Linked DNA regions of Zea mays: all the other regions are linked to region 1. The links are chromatin contacts, called in public Hi-C maps. All regions are on one chromosome and are shown on one strand. The core of a region is the stretch at or near the end of the contact, and the rest is flanking DNA. Distances in the headings are between cores, read along the strand shown.

The links. Hi-C and Micro-C count contacts between places; a contact is called where the count stands out from the background.
Region 2: a contact with region 1 is called in a Hi-C map of tassel, with 2.7 times the contacts expected there. The contact joins the promoter of LOC100283945 here to the enhancer-like site in region 1. A contact is called at or near these places in 3 of 25 Hi-C or Micro-C datasets (ear, leaf and tassel).
Region 3: a Hi-C map of leaf shows a contact between it and region 1, with 7 times the contacts expected there. The contact joins two enhancer-like sites. A contact is called at or near these places in 2 of 25 Hi-C or Micro-C datasets (ear and leaf).

Annotation. Positions count from the first base shown.
Region 1 is chr1:106,418,117-106,421,342 of Zm-B73-REFERENCE-NAM-5.0, forward strand. It overlaps LOC103644840 (putative pentatricopeptide repeat-containing protein), which reads right to left. Exons shown (of 4, transcript XM_020542082.1): 2 at 1-1,738. Among protein-coding and RNA genes, the nearest start is that of LOC103644840, 7.7 kb to the right of the region's middle. Within about 2 kb of position 1,670, at least 17 of the 20 cell types and tissues checked have an H3K27ac peak or open chromatin away from gene starts, as enhancers often do. A contact at or near this core is called in ear, leaf and tassel, where this site is marked.
Region 2 is chr1:107,277,032-107,280,257 of Zm-B73-REFERENCE-NAM-5.0, forward strand. LOC100283945 (choline-phosphate cytidylyltransferase B) reads right to left here and starts at 1,585. Exons shown (of 8, transcript NM_001156843.2): 1 at 1,245-1,585; 2 at 805-918. The coding sequence starts at 1,432.
Region 3 is chr1:107,072,827-107,076,052 of Zm-B73-REFERENCE-NAM-5.0, forward strand. LOC100285209 (lrgB-like family protein) reads right to left here. Exons shown (of 8, transcript NM_001158103.2): 5 at 2,997-3,106; 6 at 2,706-2,883; 7 at 2,362-2,491; 8 at 1,773-2,263. The coding sequence ends at 2,113. Among protein-coding and RNA genes, the nearest start is that of LOC100285209, 12 kb to the right of the region's middle. Within about 2 kb of position 1,720, at least 6 of the 20 cell types and tissues checked have an H3K27ac peak or open chromatin away from gene starts, as enhancers often do. A contact at or near this core is called in leaf, where this site is marked.

The DNA.
Region 1 (3,226 bases), core at 420-2,919:
TTTTTCATCTGGTCGAACAACCTGAAAGCCTCTTCCACCAGATGCACACGGAAAAGACCATGTAAAACCACAGTGTAGCACACAGAATCAACAGCATAATTTTTCCGTACAGCCTCTCTTAAAATCCTTAAGGCCGCAAGGCTCTGGCCCTGTCTAACAAGACCACGGAGGATTGCTGCATGAACATATGCATTCAATTCAGGAGCACTGGCAATGATATTGTGGTAGACATCAATTGCATGGTTTACCCTTCCTAACTGGCACAAACTATCCAGTAACCCAGCATGAGTGTAGCTGTCTGGGCTGGTGCACGTGTCAATTCTATCAATGTAGAATTGGATGGCTTCAGATGGAAAACCTGATTTGCACAGACTACTCAACACAGAATTGCAGGCCACAAGATCAAGAGAGATATCGGAGCTTAAAATCAAGCTGTGAAGAAGGCCCATATTCTGTGAAAACTGCAATACCTGAGCTAAAGTAGATAAAGTGTATGCATCTGGCTTTATCTGACTGCCAAGAATATGCATGTAAATATTTAGTGCCTCATTGTATCTTCTCTCCTTTAGCATGCTGTCCATCAGAACATTATACAAAACAATGTCTGGTCTGCAACTAGCGGACATCATTGACCCCAAAAGCTCGCTGGCCTTTTCATGCCTACCAGCTCGCAACAATCCCCTGACAAGTGGAGTGTAGGTGACCACTGAAGGAGAAGAACCAGAATCCGCCATCTTTGCAAGCATATTACAAGCCTCCTCTAGTCGCCCCTCACGGCACAGACGAGCGATCAAACATGTCCACATGGCTGAGGTGAGATTGCAACCCGAAACAAGCGCGAAAGAAAACAGCTGCAGAAGCTCAGACATAGTTCCAGCCTTACTGCAGCAGGCAAAAACCGCAGTGAGAGAAGCTGCACTTGGGACAAACCCCAGCTGTAGCATTTCAATAAAACAACTCCGGGCTCCTGACCAGCCCCCAGCCCTGCAGAGATGGGTGAGCACAATGGCGTAGGTGAGGTAATTGGGTGCCGGGTAGTACTGCAACGTGTGTCGCGCTGCGTCGAGATGGCCTGTCCTGAGCTGGACGTCGAGGACGACATTGCAGGCGAAGGCATTGGGTTGGAATCCCCAAAGGCGCATTTGATAGAACAGATCGAGTACGATAGGGTAGAGCCCCCCGCGCCAGTAGAGCCTGAGCAGGAGCAGGAAAGTCTGGGGCTTGACGTGGACGCCGAGGGCCTGGAGCTCGCGGATAAGCTTGTTGGCAGTGCCGAGGCGAGAGGCGAGGCGGGAGGCGGCGGGGAGGAGGCGGTCGAAGGAGGAAGGCGGGTGGAAATAGCCGGGGCGGCGGGCACACCACAGGAAGAAGGAGAGCGCGATGCCGTCTGAGGGGCAGCGAGCGACGGCGGCTTCGACTATCTGCGGCGTTGGCAGCTGCGGCGGAGGCTGAGGCTGGGGCTTGGAAGCGAAGAAAGCGGCTGCGAGCGGCGCCGTCCTCCTGCGCGTGCCGTGGAGCATGGAAGCAAGTGAGCGGGTACCGAGGCGTCGTCGCAAGCATTGCAAGCCCAGACGACGCGCGGGAGGGAAGTAGGGAACACAAGCAACGGTGCGGCGCTCAATCGCCGCCGGTTGGCTGCCGCACGGCGGCGGCGTGTGGGCACGCTGCTTCAGCTGCAGCCTGCAGGTAGCCCATGAACGTGCGGCCCACGGGCCCAGCCTGAGCCCACTTCCACGTCCTATACAAATGGAAAAGAAAATTATATTAGCACCATCAACTTATTGGTGGTGGACTCATGGTCTACTTCAGTCACTCACTATAAAACTAAAGACAATTGCATGATCGTCTCTTCTCACGATTCTAACTATATTTTTATCCCTAATTTTCGAATTTTGCACCATTGTGCTTCTTTTTTTAAACGAAACACCTGATTCTGTTATAAACACATAACGATGTTGCCATTTGCCCCTTTTATTATCAACTTTTTTGCAAATTTGCTCTCGCTTTGATATAAAAGTTAGTATAAGTAAGACATAAATCCGACTATAAATTTGAAAATCCATTTTTTTTCCAAATTCAAAGTTTTAAAAACATCAAATTTATTGAAAACAAATTAAATTTAACATTACATTTTAACGATTTTTTATTAATATTTTAATTACAATAGAAGTTTAGAGTATAAGTAAGTATGACTAAATCGATCATAAATTTGAAAATCAATTACTTCAAATTCAAAATTTCAAATACTTCGAATTTAATAAAAAATTAAATTTAACATTATAATTTAACAAAATTAAATGTAATGTTAAATTTAATTTTTTTTCATTAAATTCGAAGTAATTGAAATTTTGAACTTGAAATAATTGGTGTTCAAATTTATGGTCGGACTTATGTCATACTTATACTCTAAACTTTTATATCAACGTGGGGTGCAAATTAGCAATCAGTTGATGATAAGTGTTTTCATTAAATTCGAAGTATTGAAATAAAAAATTAAATTTAAGGTCAAAATTATGTCATACTTATACTCTAAACTTTTATATCAAAGTGTGGGCAAATTTACAAACAATTGATAATAAAAGGGGCAATGGTGCAATGGTACGAACGTATTTTTTTAGATAATGCTTACAACGAAATAGGGGCAAACAAAGGTTTTTGTTTCAAAAGGGGGCAATGGTGCAAAGTTCGAAAAATATGGATAAAATGGATTTAAAATCGTGAGCAAGGTCAACCATGCAATTGTCCCATAAAACTGTGTATTCTACCCTCAAACTATTGAAAATGCTAAATAATCCCTTGAGACGGTTTTGAAAGTGGTTTTACTGATGTGTTATTTTTAGAAATCTATATTATGGGGGGTGGATATCCTTGGGTGGCCATAACTCGACTATGATCCGTGGGTCGCTCGAGAGACCTTGTTGGGTCGGGTGGCTAGGCATCACAAGTTATAAGTCGGATACGACCAGACATAGGCGGAACCGTGGTTACATGGGCGTCAAGGCGCGTGGACCGAATCTTGTGCATACATAGGGCACGATGTGCTCCTAAGGACTCGTCGACTTCCACATGGGACGAAGTTGGTTTGGGTTGGCAACGGATGTGGGACGTGGTGCGTGGGACTTAGCTCTCCCATCTGCATAAGGCAGAAGAACCACCCCTAAGAAAAAGATAAGGCATCTCAGTAGGCATAGTCATCTTCTACCTCCATAACTCTCTGTAATTATAA
Region 2 (3,226 bases), core at 335-2,834, 860 kb after region 1:
TGGTAACATATAAGTCATTAAGAAGACTAAGCGAACTCTAAACAATGCAAAAAAGCAAGAGCAGAACTAGCATATGCAGGTACTCTGGCAGTCCAGTCTGCTGAATGGAGGCTTAAATAACTAAATAGTGAAGGTATATGTTAGCATGAAAGAGAATCGAGTAGCTGCTCCAGCTGAGAGCATAATTTGCTCGACCTCCATTCGCAGCATGTAATTATACAGTATCCTCAATTTAGAGGATATGAAAAGAATGAGAAACCTAAGCTGCAGGAGAGGTCTGCTCTGAGTCATGAAGCAAAACGCCTCACACACGAAAAGGGAAAATACAACTAGACTTGTTGTGCTGTTGGATCTTGTTATACAGATAGTATAATATGATGCATCTTTGTACAATTTTGGCAGCAAAGCAGGCACAATTTTATGAATACAGAATGCTCGCAAATTCAAGCGCGCACGCACATATCACACAGACACAACAATGGTTTTTAAAGCGGTAAGGCGGTCCAAGGCGTTGGAGCACCGCCTGGACGCCTAGGCGAGGTAGGCGGGCAAGGCGCCTAGACGTTAGACCACCGCCCTGACGCCTAGGCGACGCCTTAAGAACAGAGGACACAACAGAAGGAGGTCCCTACTGACAAATTGGGCATGCTAGTTAGAAATGACCGAACATGTTAATACTAGACTGTGCATCATACTGTAACGATGAATAATAAGGGGAAAATGAGAGATGCTTTGCTTTTCTGAATCTGAATTAGTAGCTAGCACTAGTAACAAACAAAAGAGTGTATATATATATTTACTAACTTGCAGTGCCGCAGGGATTCGTATCGCTCTTCCTGGGTCATGACGGTCTTGCCCTTGTAGCGGTAGGTTAGCTCGTCGTTGCAGCATCCGACGAGAAGATAGGTGTTGGGGAACCTGCGAGGTGTCGCAAAACGACACGTCAGAATCAAAACGAAACGGATGGCACTGGCACGCATGGAATCAAGCGCATCCAGATCAAGGTGATGGAGGTTGTTGAGATGTCAACTCCGGCGGGGCGGCGTGGGTTTGGCGGGCACGCGCAAGACGAGCCTGAGGGAGCGGCAAGCGCGCCGCGGCCGGCGTCGTGCAGATCTGATCTAATCTGAGACTCTTGAGTCCGAGGCATCGATATCGATGGATGGATATCAAATCGATGTGTCATTGGGGCCGATCTGACATGAAGAAAGTGAGGGGGAGGGGTAGAAGAGAAGGGACCGTACAGCATCTTGGCCTGCTCGAGGGCGCGGGCGTGGCCGAAGTGGAAGAGATCGAAGATGCCGTCGGCGTAGACGCGCACGGGGCGGTCGTCCTCGGCCTTCCTCTTTGCGGCGGTGCTGGTGTCGGTGCTGCTGAGCGCGGAGGCGGGCTTGGCGCCCTGCCGCTTCTTGGCATTGGAGACGCGCGCCATCTTTCTCGCTGGGATGGTAACGATTTGCGCAGGCGAAGGGGGGTTGGAGGTGGATGGCTGCCTGGTCGAACTGCTCAGTTCGGCCTCCCTTCCTGGGAGGGCAAGGCCGCGTGCAGGCTCGCCAATAAAAAGGCGCGGATCGCTGCGGAACTCGATCCATCCACCTGGTGGGGGCGCGGGGTTGAAGGCGGGGAGCGGCGGGACCGTGTCCACTCCACGGTGTCCGTGTCAACCGCCCATGTGCTGGGAATCCACAAAACATCGCTACTTTGAAACAATCTAAGGCTAGGCTAACCACATTTTTTTCTAAGAATTTTCATTTTCCCAAGAAAAAATAAATTAATTTTCTATAAAAAAATAGAAATCACTTGGAAAAATATGGTTCCAAACTAGTACTAAATAAAATATCACTCGTTTTCAAGCAATTTTAAAAACAGCATCAGTTTCATCAAATAAATTTAGAAACAGCATTTCATCTATATTTTTTCATTCTTTTATTTCTCAGCTCACAAAAACTGGACCAAATTGCCCCTATCATTTCCCAGCCTTATTTTTTATCTATTCAGTCCATAAGAACAACATAAATGCGTACAAATATATGAACACTATTTTATATTATTAAGAATAATATTAAACATACAAATAAACACAAATATTTTGTAAGGATAAAGTTTAGATTTAACAATTAAACTTCAAAACTATATTCTGGGATGGAGGGAGTAGTTTTTATACAACATATTTTTTTAATAAGACAAATGATTGAAGTTTTTGAAAAAAACAACCACGTCAAATAAAAAGGAACAGAGAAAGTACATTTGAAGACCATTCGATGAACCAAGTATGTCTAAATTTTAGTAGCTTGATGTTGAAAATATTTAGGTTTGAAATTCAACGGTTAAATCTAAACTTTTTCCTTCATAAAAAAATATGTGCCTATTTGTATGTTTAACACTATAAAAATAAGGGTAATTCCATGTATGCCATCGGGAATTATTTTCATCTCTTATGTGTCACTGGTCCCACATGTCACACACACAAAAAAATCTTATATGCCACCCATGGCACACAAGGGATGAAAATACATTTTGATGGCATACATGGAATTAGTCCATAAAAATAGAGCTTATATGTTTTATCAGTTTATGTTTTTATGGACATAAGAGATAAAAATAGGATGTGAAATGAATAGGGATAATTTGGTCTATCTATATGTGGTGTAAGCAATAAAAAATGCAAAATATAGATAGGGTGTTATTTTCTGAAATAATTTGGTGAAACCGGTGCTATTCTATGAAATGCTTGAAAATGGATACTATTTTCTAAACGTCTTCTCAAACCAGTGTTGTTTTGTGGATTCTCCCCTGCGCGCGAGGGCTTGGGACCTGCACGACAGGGATAAAAAAACGGTTTCTTCTTATCGGACCAGACCAGTAACAATTTTTTAGCCAGTTTTTTGAAATTCATTTGAAATTCACGAAACTTGAAAAATATTAAAAAACAGCGAAATAGATTAAAAAAATAACGAAAACCGGTAAAACCCAGCGTCTTCTAAATCGAGAAATCCGAGAAACTGTTTTGTTTGAATTTAAAATGTAAATCGGTCAAAGAATTTAAATACCAACAAAATTTGGCTTCTCGATTGGTAAAACGGATTTCTCGGTTGGATACACAATTTCTCGTCGGGGTTCACATCATTTGTTTTTGTTTTGAATTTAAATTTGCAAAACTGTCGCTTTCTTCGAAAACCAAGGGTTTGGTTTTCGAGCGGTTTATCGTTTTGGATGAAGATTGGTT
Region 3 (3,226 bases), core at 470-2,969, 650 kb after region 1:
CGCCGAGTTTTGAGGCCCCAACTCAGCAAAACCACCATCCGTAGCGTAGAGTGGTTTTGAGGCTCAATTATCAAACCGCTGTGAGTATCGCCACCGCGTGTGCGTCCCCCATGTACTAGACACGTGTCCCGCTAGTCCTTGACCATGTCGGCAACACAGCCTGCTTCGCCACGTCCTCACGTGAGTACATGTCCCAGGTGTCAGCCACCATGGCTGGTCACTCGGCTGCTCTGGTCCATCAACCAAGACCCAACACTCGTCCTTTACCGCTCTCGGTCCATCAACACGAGCCCGCATGACATTCACCTCAGTCGTCAACCACAGTCCCTGTGCTCCACACCTACACACCACAAACCGACCGATATGATTGCACATACATAATCTCATATCTCAGTCGATCCATGATTCGACTTGAGATGCTACCCGTTGACAAGCACTTATAATCAACCCGAATCATAAAGGAAAAGTCAACTTTATATTCGCAATAAGATTTAAGGATCAGATCAAATTAGAATTGGACTATATTTCTATTATTTTTTAACTAAAAAATATTTAAACCTCTAACATTTTATGAAAAAAGTATTTTGATCGAGATTTAACTACCCTATCTGTCGCATTTGTTCACTACACGACATCACCGGTGGGCGGTGGCCCGTGTGGCTGAAGTGTCAACCTCATCATTCCATTTCCAGCAAGCGATCCGTCCACTAACAAGTGCGCTTGCTCCGCAACCAGATTTGGATTAATTTTTTTCTCCAAACTGCTTACCGTAGTTTGTCTAAACAATTGTCAAATTTATTAAACATACTACTCTCTCGATTCTAAAATATAGTTATTTTTATATCTTATTTTCTATCTACATTCGAATAAATGATAATAAATATATACATAAAACCTATATTTATAGGTTGATTAATGAATGTATATTTAATCTAAAACGAATTATATTATGATATCACAAACTATCAAACAAACAATGGATCCACTTTACTCTAGTATTAGTATATATTTTGACAAAAAAAAGTATTTTAGTTACATTACATCCTGATTAAGGGATTATTCAGCGTTTTTCAAGCTTTTATACATAATAGATCCTGACCCAAAACGTTGGCCATTTTGCTTCTTAGTCTTCTGAGCATGACTCCTTTTGCACAGGAAACGGCTTCTTTTCTCTAAAGAATCAAATCCTCAAATTCAGATCATCACGAGCTGCTCCTAACCAGCTATCAATGCTGTGGATTCAATGCTGTAGGACGGAGTCGACAATGTTGTGGATTCAATAAGAGATGTGAATTAATTAGTTTGCAGACAATACAAATAGACAAACATTGTATAATACCATTGTCTCTTAGATGATATAGCATATTCTTGTATACTGAGACGCAGTGAATATGTCATAAGGTGTTTAATTGTATTCTTGAAAACTATGTTTTTAATACCGTGTTATTCTAGATATCATGATATTTTTGGAGTATTAAAAACTCCACTTTAACCTCAAAGTTTTCATGGTATGGTTAGCTTTTGCCTAATATTACGATTTAAAATGTTGCATTTAAAAATGTTTCTCAAAATCATGGTATTTTTGGAGCTGACAAAATATAGCATTGTAGAACCAAGGTTTTGAGAACATTGTACCCAAAGAGGCTCTTAACTAAACGACATCAGCTAGAACCAGCCTTAACTACACGACATCAGCGGTGGCCCGTGTGGCGAAGTGTCAACCTCATCATTCCATCTCCAGCAGGCAATCCGTCCACTAGCAAATGCTTTTGCTCCGCAACTAGATCTGGAATGATTTTTTCTTCTCCAACTACAAACCGTAATTTGTCTAAACAAATTGTCGAATTTATGAAACCTACAAGTACTTTATATCTCTCGTGTCAGTGAAGGGAGAAAGGTGATATCACAAAGTATCAAACAAACAATGGATCCGCCTTGCTCTAGTGTTTTAGTTACATCCTGATTACGGAATTATTCACCTTTCTTCATCCTGACCCAAAACGTGGGGGCGTTTTGCTTCCTCGTCTTCTGAGCACGACTTCTTTTACACATGAAACGATTTCCTTTATCTAAAGAATCAGATCCTCAAATTCAGATCATCACGAGCTGCTCCTAACCAGCTATGAATACCAAGCTTTGCCTCACTACTGGAACCGAGCAAACCAAGGAGCCAAAAATTCCCGTGAGACCATAAGCGATGGCGCAGAAAGGAAGCGCTTCAGGTTCCTTGGCTGACAGTGCTGCTGTCCCCAGTCCATGAGCACTACACCATCATCAGCCAAGCAAGATTACATTCAGACACATGCTCACAAACGAAGGATTACCAAACGATGCAGAACGGCATTGTATCCAGAAAATTACCTGGAAGCTGTCCCTATTCCTCTGGCGATGGGGTCGTTGAGACCAAGTTTATCCATAGCTACTTGCACGAAATTCGCGCCAATGAGCCCGGTAACGACAACCACGGCAGCGGTTAGGGAAGAGTTTACACCTGAACCACAAGAAACCATGAGCCATCAGTGCTCCTCAGCCAATTACTGCAGAGACACATAGCAGAAAGAATTAACTGCTAAGGATTGGAATTGGGATAATCACTACATGTTTTAAGTCAGGTAATTGACCTATGGTTAACTTGCCCGTGAATACAAGCTATGGATATCATGAACACAATCAAATTCACAGGAGGATGGACTGCCAAGATTTACCTTCAAAGAAAGATACTATGCTCAAAGCCAGCGCCACAGTTATACACCTTGGCAATATGGATATGGTTAACGATGGCTCCAGCCCAATCAGGCGCCCTATGACAGCGGTTGAGTACAGAGAGAATGTCGACGCAATGGCAATTGATGTGAAAATCTCTGCTGCGTGCCTCTTTACAAGCTGAAATCAGGGGTTCAAGAGCATGGACAAGTTGACAGATCACATAAAAGGCACTTGCAGCGGAGCAGAGCTTAACCGAAATGATGTCACAAGATAACCATGTGCAGTAGTACCTTTCTCTGTTTGAACATTGAGAATGCAAATGATATGATCACAGACCCAAGGAAACCCATTAGTACGTCACCAGCTCCAGGATTAGAGGGCGCCTTTGTGAGGTAATCACCTGGACAACCACTTTTTCTGAGAGCACAGTAATATCATGGGTATGTTCTTATGTCAATCCAGCGCTAATGCTTTGAAGGCAACTCTTCTGAAACTAAAAAAAAATTGTGATAGGACTATA